2 separate regions of the Mus musculus genome follow, and region 1 is linked to region 2. A link is a contact called in public HiCAR-type data. All regions are on one chromosome and are shown on one strand. Each heading gives the region's core, a stretch centred on a gene start, on an enhancer-like site or on the middle of the called end of the contact. The rest is flanking DNA. Distances are from core to core; before and after follow the strand shown. Region 1 overlaps Itpr2 (inositol 1,4,5-triphosphate receptor 2). Region 2 has its middle 7.3 kb from the start of Gm38926.

What was found. HiCAR-type assays count read pairs that join an accessible place to other places.
Region 1: a HiCAR-type map of astrocytes shows a contact between it and region 2, with 5 times the contacts expected there. The contact joins two enhancer-like sites. A contact is called at or near these places in 11 of 484 Hi-C or Micro-C datasets (the G1E-ER4 cell line, the HL-1 cell line, MC3T3-E1-derived osteoblasts and 7 more) and 4 of 115 datasets of contacts at active chromatin or transcription factors (astrocytes, embryonic forebrain, embryonic midbrain and 1 more).

Annotation. Positions count from the first base shown.
Region 1 is chr6:146,408,517-146,414,693 of GRCm38.p6, reverse strand. The region is part of intron 9 of Itpr2 (inositol 1,4,5-triphosphate receptor 2); the gene reads left to right. Among named protein-coding and RNA genes, the nearest start is that of Itpr2, 91 kb to the left of the region's middle. Within about 2 kb of position 4,398, at least 171 of the 459 cell types and tissues checked have an H3K27ac peak or open chromatin away from gene starts, as enhancers often do. A contact at or near this core is called in the HL-1 cell line, astrocytes, cerebral cortex and 3 more, where this site is marked.
Region 2 is chr6:145,338,107-145,344,136 of GRCm38.p6, reverse strand. No RefSeq gene overlaps it. Among named protein-coding and RNA genes, the nearest start is that of Gm38926, 7.3 kb to the left of the region's middle. Within about 2 kb of position 2,701, at least 422 of the 459 cell types and tissues checked have an H3K27ac peak or open chromatin away from gene starts, as enhancers often do. A contact at or near this core is called in the HL-1 cell line, astrocytes, cerebral cortex and 3 more, where this site is marked.

The sequences.
Region 1 (6,177 bases), core at 3,149-5,648, 1.1 Mb before region 2:
TGTATCTCTGCTCAGGAGTCCATCCACCTTGGATTTTGAGACAGGATCTCTCACTGTGCTAGCTGATGAGGTCAGGCTGGTCAGCTAGGGACCATGCCTTTACCTTTCTAGACCTGGGGCTATAAGCATGTGCAACCACCCAGCCTTTTCTCCCCTGTGTGGGCTCTGAGGATCAGACTCAGGCCCTTATCTTTGCAAAGGTGGGGGGGAGCACGTTATTGGCAGAGCTCTTTCTCCAGCTCTGACACGGGAGTTATTTTTAAGATGAAAACATTAGTCAAAGACTTGAAAATCCAAACAACTACCACAGGGGCTGGGGATATAGCTCAGTGGCAGAGAACCTGCTAACATGCGCAGCAAGCCCTGGCTCCAACCCCAGCATGGCGGCAGAAGCTGGCAAAGGAGGCCCATGGAACGGAACGGGCAGCTGGTTTGCTTATGTATGTGGCTTGGTTTAGAATGTTCTGTGTGGTTTCACTCTTCCCACATCTGTGTGTTATAGACATGGTTGCTTCCTTCTGGTGCTGTGTAGCTCAGGTGGTGTCAGGCTCACATTCTTTATCCATCCCATCATGAGCAGCAGCTGGCTTTTATGGCTCGCACTAAGGAGAGGGAAGGGACTCCTCCTCATGTGAATTCAGCTTGCTTTCAAACAAGGAAGTGTGTGGGGTCCAATGGCTGATCCGTTGCGTGGATATGTTTGTGTTTGGAAGGTTATTCTGGAAGATTGAAGGGGAGTTGACAGGAGCAGAAATGTTTAGACACGAACCTCCCAGGAGCCTGGGAGCCATTACCAGGAGTCAGGGCAGAATTTCACAAGGTTTGGAGGGGGGATGGGGAGCATGGGGTTGGGGTGGGGGAGGGGGCACTGGTGCACAGGTCAGGGTGTAGCCAAGTGGCTTCATGCAGAGTTCTTATGGGGATCCCAGCAGTAGGGGGAGCAGGCTGAGTTCTCACAGCCTGCCCTTCCCAGGGAGAAGCAAAACTCATAAAAGGGAACCCAAAGGCCTGGGTGATGCTTTGTATAACATTTGTTCAAAAATCAGGCTGGGGATTGTCCTTTTATTGCACGGAAGGGAAGCACCCAGCAGGGGACTTGAACACACCAGGGCCATGATCTCTTTCTCTCTCTTTTTTTATGAATGTGTTTTAGACATTCCTGATCAAAACAGATGACCTAATCCTTAGCTGCTTTTGAGTTTATGGTTATTTACAGTGGCAAAGAGAGCCTAGAGTTGTACAAAGAAAAGACTATGACTCCCCCCCCCCCCCCCCCGCTTTGACGCTATGCATTTAACCTCTCTTGGAATCTGAGTTTCCTTGTGTGTGGTCAAGGCGAACATATATGTCATATGGGGTTGTGCTAGGAGTAAAGAAGACAGGAGTGTGCAGCACAGCTCTTGTGTGCACAAGAGTCTAGGAAACTCGTACTTTCCCTCTTGGAGAGAGGAAGGAGAGGGTGGAGAACAGCGCCCTGTTCCCACTAGCATCAGGGCCCTTGTAGCCAACTATTGGCTCTGTCACAGTGTTTATGTGTTTGTCCCTCTGTCTGTGCATTGTGTGTATGTCTGTCAGTGATTGTCTTGTTCTTTATAATGTACCCTGCCCAGCTCTCCCCTGGGGGGGAAGAATGTCTCACACTGTAACCAATATTTGGTGTTTCTTTGTTAAGTATCAGTGTGTATGTGTGTGTGTGTGTGTGTTTCTCTGTGTGTGTGTGTGTTATTGAGGCTTGAAGCCAGAGCCCTGGCTGTGTGAGGCGGGCACTCTGCTAATGAACTATACCTCCATGTCTAGTTTCCGCTAAATGACAGACTGGCTTTGACTCACTAGGTAGCCCAGGCTAGGCTTGAACTCGTGACCATCCTATCTCCACCTTGCAGGTAGCTGGGATTGTAGGTATGCACCAGCAGGGTCTGCTTGTTCTTGGGATATCCAGGAGGGAGAAAGTGGAACAGGGCAGCTTAGTTAGTACACCTGCCTGTTTGGGAAGGAAAATCTGCAAGGCTTTGACATAGGAAGTGCTGTCTCCAGGAGACACCAAACATGTCAGATACTGTGCATAGCCACACATGGACACAGGCCGATAGCACTCTGTGGTTTGAGCCAACTGCTATACAGGGAATACCCTGAGCCAGCTCGGTAAAGTGGTGAGTCCAGGTCTAGGAGAAGCTGGGAGACTGACACTGTCAGCCTTGCCTCTATCACAGTGTGTAGTTGTTTATGTGTCTGTCCCTCTGTCTGTGCGTTGTGTGTACGTCTGTCAGTGACTGTCTTGTTCTTCATAAGGGAGGGCCCCTACCCAGCTCCACAGTGTGGAGAGTGTCTCACTGAATCTGTGTTTACTAGATGCGGTGGCTGAGTGGAGAGGAGCTACGGCAGCTGCAAACCCAGGAGTTTCTGTTCACAGAAAAGGGGATCTAGTGTCAGAGAGTCTGTGTTTTCCTTAAAGTTAAAATAAACAACCCTTAAACAAAACCCAATTATAACAACCAGAGCTGGCCTTGAACTGCTGTACTGATGCAGTCTGCCAGAGGTTCTGACAGTATCTGCAGATGTTTGATTGACACAGTTGTGAGAGGGACTGGACATCAAGAATGGCTAGCACAGAGGGCTACCTTCTCCTCCCTGACAGAATTATCTAGTCCAAAACACAGAGGCCAAGAAGCCTTGATCCTCACTAATCTGAAATTTCGAGGTCACTTACTGAATGCCTACTATGTGGAAGCGCTGACCTGGTTTGGTGCTGGGGGCACAGGTGTTAAGGTGTGGTTACTGTCCTCAGGTTCCTGCGGTCCCCATGGGAACCATGTAACACACCACTGAGCTGCGGGCTCTTACCGTTTGATGGCTTCCATCATGCATCAGTGCACATGCTAAAACCAGTAAATTTAAAGAAGGCAACTTTAAACTAAGAACAGAAAAGAGAAAGAAACCCTACAGTGTTATGATCACAGTTCCCAGGCACAACCCGTTAAACCAGCATTCAGCTATGAAGTTAAGTCATTCAGAAGAACACGATGAGCTTATGATTGTTGTAGAAACAGAGTCCAAGGCAAGCAGAGCACTTCCTGTGGGGCTTCAGCAAGCGATTGTGCACCGAGCATGCGCAGTGGGGCTTCTGCAAGCGCTTGTACACCGAGCATGCGCAGTGGGGCTTCAGCAAGCGATTGTACACCGAGCATGCACAGTTGTAAGCCACTGAAGACCAGGCTCTACATTATGGTGAATGTAGAAAGCATCAACGCTTAGGACAGCACTGGAGGATACACGTGGGTTTTATTCTGCAAGACCATGAGTAGCCGAGGTTAAAAGATGCCCTTCCTCAGCATGAGGAGACTCGCCACACAGTGTTAGAAGATGCAGATTAACTTTCCAGAAACATAGAGGGCCAGAAAACCAGGGTTGAAATGTAGAAATAAGCATTTAATTACAGGACGGGTAATTCAGACATTTGGACTTTATGTGATTGCAGACTTGTCACCTGTCTCTCTGTAATGTCACTTCCTTGGGACACATGAGTTAGTCAGTCAAGGTGAAGGTGGCAGATGCGGACTGTACAACTGTGCAGACGCTGTGACTTAGAGACCTTAAGTTCGGGACCGTGCCTGTGGGAGAGAAAACAACGTCATCTGAGGAACGGCTAACACAGCCTTGGAACCAATCCTGCCCCGTGGGAAGGGCAACACTCGGGCATCTCTGCTCCCCATTCACTGCTTCAGACATTTCCACACTGTGGAGCTCAGTCACTAAAGCAACAACTTGGTATTTCTTTCCAAAGCAAGACAAAGCAAAGAATGTAAAATAATTTTGTTAAAGATTTCACATGGCCTTTGGCTTGGCAAGCCAGGGTCTCATTTTGTTTGGACTCGAACTTGCTATTTTTCAGAGACTGGCTTTGAACTCCTGATACTCCTGCCTCACCTTCCAAGTGCGTGCCGCCACACCTGGCTGTCATATTTCCTTCTAGAGTAGCTTACTTGGGAGTTGGGGAGAGCTCAGTGAATAAGCTGCTTGCCTTGAAAGCACGGGGTTCTTGCCATTCGGGACTTACCTGAGAAGGGCCAGGCGTGGGGGCCTGTGCTTGTAATCCTACCATTGGGTAAATGGAGACAGGCTCTGTGGCCAGCCAGCCTAGCCCATCAGGAGGGCTCTAAGCCAGTGAAATACAGTGTCAATTAAAAAAAGAAGTGAGTGATGTACACCACACACACACACACACACACACACACACACACACCCCAGTGAAGAAAATGGGCTCGCTTATTTGTTTGTAACTAGGTCAAGCGTCCACTAGATGGCACTAAACCCCTACTTCCTAACTCCAATACTCCTAGGAACAGTTAATAAAAAAAACCACTAAAGTGCTGGAAGAGGACAGTCTTGGCGTCCCATGCTCTGAGAGTGAGGAGGCAGGAGGCCAGGATTGTCTGCAGCAGCAGCAGCTGTAAAGTTGAGTCTGAGGCCCACATAGAAGACACTTTCTAGAAAAAAAATAAATAAAAAGAAAAGAAACAAACACCAACTAAAACAAAACCCCAAAAGCAAAACAACAGCAGCTAGCTAGGGAAATGGCTCAGCTGGGAGATTGCTTAAGCAGATGACGGCTATCCCTGGGACCTGCAGTGTGGTTGGCGCTCCTCGCTCAGGTTGCCAAAGGGTCTGGTGCCCTCTTCTGGTCTCTACAAGTACTGCACCTGCATTCAGGAACCCACTTGTGCCCCCACCTTCACCCCCACCCCCAAAGGACTAGAAAGCAAGACTATGAGCGTGAATCATGGGCTTCTGTGATTTCAGTCTGTTTCCTTCTGTTGTGTGAGTGTAAGACTGCTGGCATCCTGCATCTGACTCGGTACAGTTAGCGAGACTCTTGTGGCGACCTGACTTTCTCTTCTGCACACTGCACTTTAATTGTGTGTTTTGATGAAGGCTACCTGTCGATATTGCCAGTAACCACTACATTCTCTCATCCACTCTCTCCACCTTGTGGACCCTGAATTTGATCTTGGCTATCTCACGGTCTTATAAATGCATGAAATATTCTTAGAACTCGGGTCATTTCCCCACAGTGACACCTCTCCTCCCCGGTTATAGGCATCACAACTTGGGAATCAAGATAAGCATATCTTTCCATGGCAGTTTCTACACTTAGATGCTGATGACTGTAAACATATAAGACTGATGTAAACATCATTCATTTAACAGCCTCTTTCGTGCGGCATGATCTTCCCTTTAGCTTAAAAGCCTCTGAGGTCCCGGGAAATCTTTCCTTCAGCATAAGAGCCTATCTGTGGAGTCGTTCTGTTTTGGCTCACACCTTTCTGTTTGCTGGAGGCAGGAGAGGAGATGTTGCAGTCTCTTGGGGTGTGGCTTGCATTCCTCAGACCTGTCACACATGGCTCTGTGTGACATTCCCGTCAGTAGCCCACATCTCATCTGTGAAGAATTAAGGATTAAGAACATTTCTCAGAAGGGGAATTGTGAAGTTAAATGAATGAACTCTCAAAAGCATTTTTAAAGAAACATCACACAAGAGGTTCTGCAAACTCAAATTAGTCCTACTTCTCTTACTTGTGGTGATCTCTCTCCCTTATCTCCTGATTAAAATTCAACCTGCCCTTTAATGGTTTCCTTGAACACCAGGAATAATTATTTTTTTTAATTTTATGCATATGAGTATACTGTACTGTATGTATGTCACTGTTTTCAGACACACCAGAAGAGGTCATCAGATCCCATTACAGATGGTTTGAGCCCCCATGTGGTTGCTGGGAACTGAACTCAGGACCTCTGGAAGAGCAGTCAATGTTCTTAACCACTAAGCCATCTCTCCAGCCTTCAGGAATAATTCTTATATAAATTAGCTCATCACAGATCACTCCATCCCTCCTGTGACCTATGTTATTTACAAATTATTCATTTCTTTCTCCTAGCTCTGGTCAAATTCTGCTTTGTAGTATAGCTGACCTTATTTATGTCTTATTTTCCTTCTGAGGTCACAGGGTTGGTGGCCAGGGATAGGAGTCTTGCCTAAAATAGCACAGGCCACAAAGTTTTCTCCTTAAAGATGCTCTGTTAGTGTTTATTACAAAAGTTCTCTCTCTCTCTCCACCATGCCTGACTTACAATTCAGTTTTTTTCTTTTTTTTTCTTTTTTTTCTTGTATTTTCTTCAATT
Region 2 (6,030 bases), core at 1,452-3,951:
TACCTACCCTAGGCTGACACAGGGTGAGGCCTTTCCTCAGCCCTCAAGTTTTCTCTAAGTAATTTCTTATAATCATTTCTTATACTTCCAAGTCTTCCTCTGAGCTGAGAGAATAGAGATGACAGGCAATTTGTGATCATTATCCACAGCGTTTTACAGAGGAGGGCAATGCGCTTACTGTGGGACACTTAACGCACATCTTAGCTGTCGCCACGGAGACACAAGGGTTCTTTATGTATCCCCTCATCGCTGATTTCAGTTAGCTTCAGGCCTCCTAACAACTCTGAGCAGTCTCAACAGTGAACTCTGAACATAGATCTTTCCTCCCCAAAACAAGCAGCTCCCAAAGGTGATGAGCTGTGGATGTAGCAGCCAAAATGTGTTTTCAACCCCCCCCCGCCACACCCACTCCAACAAGGCCACACCCCTCCAACAAGGCCACACCCCTCCAACAAGGCCACACCCCTCCAACAAGGCCACACCTCCTCCAACAAGGCCACACCCCTCCAACAAGGCTATACCTCCTAATCATTCCTAAACAGTTCACCAACTGGGCACTAAGTGTTCAAAAATATGAACCTATTGGGATCCATTCTCATTCAAACCACCACATATATACATAAATACAACCTGTTTGCCTGCTTGGTCTTGATAATGTTACCTGTGTTTAAACCTTAGGTCTGGGGGCTAGAGAGATGACTCAGTGATTTAAGAGCACGGGCTATTCTTCCAGAGGTCCTGAGTTCAATTCCCAGCAACCACAATAGCGGTTCATAACCATCTATAACAGGATCTGATGCCATCTTTTGGTGTGTCTGAAGACAGTAACAGTGTACTCATATACAACATAAAATAAATAAATCTTTAAACCCTTTAAAGGACTGACCACTAGCACTGGATAACCAATTCACGTACTCTACCTGGAGAAGATCATTTCTCCTGCTCTCCGCGTTTCCTGGTTGCCCATAGTTCTTCCTCTAGGGTGGAGGCCCCTGGAGCTTCCCCTTCCGTGGTCGCATGTCCATTGGCGGTGGTGTCATCCAGTTCTTGTTTAGGCAGCCATGATGAGGGGACTTCATGAGCATAACCAAAATTGTGTTTCCAGAGACGCGATCTCACAGTACACTTCCTGTTCCTCTGGCTCTTACAATCTTCCCACCCCCTGTTCTACAGGGATCCCTGAGCCTCGGGTGCAGGAGCCGTATTGTGACAGATCCTTGGGACTGGGCTCCACGGATTCTCTTTATCAGTTTCTGTTGTTTTGTTTCATTTTGGGTTTTGGCAATGCCCTTCCTCTGTTGCAAAGAGAAGTTCCCTTGATTAGCAGCGAGAACTACGCTTGTCTGTGGGTATAACGACAAATATTCATAATGTAGTTAGGGAATGTGTCTGTTTAGTAAAGTGTCCATTGTAAGTCCTTCTCCGGGCTCCATGGCTCCATTAGCTCTGGGTAGATGGCTAGATTTCCAGCATGGCATGCTTCCCTCTTGTTAAAGCAGGGCTTTCTGGGCATTTTAAAGCCTTCGTATTTACTAGGCACGCAAAGAGGTAACAATGAAGCCTGACGTACATAGTGCTTTCAGATCAGTCAGATCAGTTACACAGAGATGGCTTAGCAACTGAATGCTTGCTGCTATTCCAGAAGATCCCAGTTCAGTTTCCAGCACCCACTGTAGGAGAGATGAAAGAAGCCATCCCTTTTCTGACCTCTGTGGACACAGCACACAGGTGACAGACATTCACATGGAAGCATGTAACTAAAACTAAAACTAAAATCTTCTTTTTTAAAAATTCCTCCACAATACTAAAACTATCGGAAGGTGTCTATGATGCAAATATTCTATATATACATAGTTAATGATGTTTGCACAACACATCTGTCTCTTGCTTTAATTTAATCAGGGTTAGTTATAAGGTTTTTAAAAATGGCTTTTATTGGCATGTGTGGGTTAAAAACATAAAGCAACATTCACAATTGTATGATTTCATTTACTTGAGAGTAACCAAAAAAATGGCATCTGTGATTTCACCTAACAGCATCCTGAAGCTCTGGCAGCTCGCCCTGAGAGTCCTGATACCAGCCTGCCCCATCTTTGTCTATGGGTATCTGTGATGGTGAAGCATTTGCCAGCAGAGGGAGCTCTTTTGCTAGAATCCAAAGCGCTTACTTGTCTCTCTGTCTCTGTCTCTCTCTCTTAGGAAAAAAAAAAAAAAACTGCAAACTACGAAGCAGTCCGCTTTGAGGCATTGTCTTCACTGTTACATGAAGTCGCTGAATGAGCTCTGGGTTATTTAGGACTACACAGATGTCACGGGAGAACGTCGATTAATATAATTTAGTAAGATGTTTGTGGCTTGTGCTTTTTGTCTGACTACTTCGCACAACCTGACAGACCCTCCTGGATGTGCCGCGCCTGCTTTCAGGACCTGGCTTTTTAACCCCCGGCTGGAGGGAGACACTGTTTTTTGCTTTTTAAATTCGGCTTGGGTGTTTGTTTGCAAATAGGATCTCACTACGTGGCTTTCAATCCTCCTGCCTCAGCTCCACCGCACCCGGATGCAGTTTAAATTTGGTTCTAAACCGGGAGACATCGTAAGTCCTGCATCTCCGAGCCCTGCTGGCTTTCTTCTCCAGCTCGCTGCGTCTTACAGCGACCACAGCACGCAGTCTGTTTTGAGCATCGGAGTGGCCAGTCATCTCACAGAACCGTGGCGGGTCAGCTCTCACGTGGTTTAAATTTAGCCGCTAGGAGCCACCCGCAGCATCTGCTCCCGGGTCTCCTTGAAAACTTTTCGTAGAAAGCAAAAAGATCCAGTGTCAATCGGCGGGCAGAGCTGATGTTCCCTGAAGGCGAAGGACGTCCTACTGGACCACCACCTGCCCCATTTTATTTCATTAAAAATATATGCATGTGTATATATGTGTATGTATGTATATGTATATATATGTGTGTGTGTATACACACACACATACATATGTGTATGTGTGTATATATATTCATATATATGTATATATGTATAGTTTTCTCTCCACATTTTTACATAGCCCAGGCCAGCCTGGAACTCAAGGCAATCCTCCTGTCTCAGCCTCTGCGAGGCAGGGATGACGGACACATGCCAACCCACCCCGCCCTACTTCAGACCTGGCGGTCGGCAGGTCCGGCGACTCCGCCCACTGTCTTGCCGGGGAGGGGCAGGCGCGCTCCCGTCCAGGTCGCGGCACGGTTGTGTCAGCCCCTATGCAAATGAGATACCCAGAGCGGCCAATCGGAAGCCGGCGGGGCGGTGACGTGCTCTCAGAGCCCGGTGGTATTTATAGCTCGTATTTAAAGAGCCCTGGGGAGTCTCCCGCTCGCTGGGCGGCGGCGCGGAGCTGCGCGGTGGCGGGTGTCGAGGGGGGGAGGGGGCTGGGCCCGGACGGAGAGTGCAGAGTGCAATGGTCTCGCCCCGCTCCTAATGGTCCTTGCCTGGGCTCCTGGACAGAGGGAGAGCTCTGTCACTTGAACAATTAATGTTTCTTCCTTTCCCTTTTCTTCCTTCCTTCCTTTCTCTTTTTTTTAGCTCTTTGGACAGAATCTAACTCTAACCTAAGCTGAACTGTAGACCACTGTATAACACAAGCTGGTCTGTCCACGAACTCTCAGCGAAACTCCTGCCTCAAGTCTGAGTTTGCAGACCGATGTTGCAGTCGTGCACCATCGCGCCCAGCTTGACTATACATACGAATTTACACATATATATGTATATTATATACTTTAAATCATTTTTTAAGCTAGGGATTTGGACTCTCAAGCAAGAGCAGAAGATTCACTCCGACCCCACCCCAAGCCTCAGTCGGAGTCACCACCAGTAGTGGGGTTTCCTGGTACTTGCTGCTTGGAAGCCGTCTTCCTGGAGGGGGGGGGAGGGGAAGACAATACGAGCTGGAAAGCCAAGAGTCGTGGGATTAGGGGGCGGGGCAGTTGGCTAGGTGACAGTGTGATCATGGAAAATAAGATGCAAGATAGTGGCGGTGATCATCCCGTTTCAGTCGACTGATCGCCAGACTCTGCAGTGCGAAAGCAGGAAGCGCATGACATCAGAGGACGGAGGAGCCCTGAATAGGACCCGGTGTCTGCAAAGCTGGCTGGCTTCCTCTCTCCTCCTCCCCTATACCTCTATCTTATAGCAGAATTTGGTCTTGACGGTGAGCTCAGGCACTGGGTGCTGCCCTAGGGAGACACTGACCAAGTTTAGTATGCCTGGGTGCCTGTTCACCTGAGTGTATAATGACACAGACCTCAGATTCGTTTAAGGACAATCAGGCTGTTAGATGGGTTTGTAGAAAGGAGCTAACCTAAAGTGCTATGATTACCACCCTAACCTAACGAACAGATGGCGAATGGGGAGACCCTCACTAGTATGCAGGACACAAAGGCTTCTCAGCTACCTCCACAAATACAGTTCTCAGTAAGCCAAGATTGGGTTGTTACCCACCAAAGGGTCTGGGGTGTGCCTGGTCCCTTCTTGTTTTTTTGTTTGTTTGACTGTCTGTCTGTTTGGTTTTTGTTGTTGTTGTTGTTATTGTTCTTCCTTAGAAAGGTGTGCTTGACATAGATCTCTACAGACCAGGCTGACCTGAAGCTGTGTAGCCCAGGTTGGTCTCACACTCGGAGCAGATCCAGTGCAGGATTTAACGTTGCTGTGCACAAAGCCAAGGATGAAATGAAGCTGGATACGTTCGTTCGTTTGTCTGACTTCTGGGAAATCTGTGCTGTTGCCTCCCCTGCTTGGGGATGGCTCCCCGGCAATTGCAAGGTTCTCCCACCTTAGCTGGACTGGCTCTACACTCAGTCCCTATGACAGCCAGCAAGGCTGAAACAAAGGCAGTTGCTACAGCTGGTCACAGGACAGTCCTGTGGGCAACATTTGGAGGTCTCCGACACACATGAGACCGTTAAACTCTCACAGTATCGGGTGAGCTGAGCCCAATTTACAGATAAGAAAACAATTCTCAGACTCACTGGGACCGACCGCTGGTAGGACGGAGCCCAGGCCAGAGTTCACACAGTTCTCAAAGCCTCTTAGCTGCCCTTTGCACCTGTCTCTGGGGGAGGGGCTGTGACAGTGATGTCTTTGTTCGTCCCTGCTCTCCACCAACTACAGTCACCCTAATCCTGGTTTAACATGGTGGCTGTCAGGGGTATCTAACGTGAGTTAGAAAAAAAAATGGTTTGGGAAAACAAGGTAAACTAAGCTGATTTTCCAATTGTCTTGAATTTGTAAAAGTGCTCTGTAAAGTTGCTTAATGATTAAACTTTGGGCAGCCACTTGGCAGTGGCAGAACCTCTTCTTACTAATCGTACTGAGAGCCTAGGAAACTGAGTAGTGCTCAGATTAGCTAACAACCTTCTTCAAGGTCAGACGGTGTGCACGGATCCCCTTGTGAGGTGACTGCTCTATCCACTCTTAGACAAGAGCAGGCTGGACTAGCCTCATTTGGGAAGATGGACTGTCATTAGGATCCGATATTTGAATGAGAAACTGTAAGGCCACACTTGTGAGTACTGGACACAAGAACTCTGGAAGGCGGCCATCTGATTGATTGGGTTTACACTAATTGGGTTAACCCCAACTGGACAGTCGGCCCTAGGCAACCCTGTGAAGCCAGGGGCTTGGTTTCCCCATCTGTGGACTGGAAATTAACCTGTTTCTCCTGCCAGTGGCCTCAAGCCTGATGTCTCTGCCTCCGCTTTCTCCCCAGTCCCTTACATGCTAGAATTTTTAGGGTGCCTTCCTAAATGTGAGAGTTTTAACACAGCCTCTTGGGCTGCCCGCACCCTTTGCTGCCCCAATGACAGCTTTCGGTACCACTTATCTCTGACTCAACATCCCTACTACACTACTACAGTCTGGATGTGAAAGGTTCCCACCTGCTCATATGTGGGTCCCTGGCTACTGGGTGACTTTGCAGGGATGGAACCTTTAGGAGGTGGAGCTTTACTAGAGGAGGTGGAGCTTTACTAGAGGAGGTGGAGCTTTGCTAGAGGA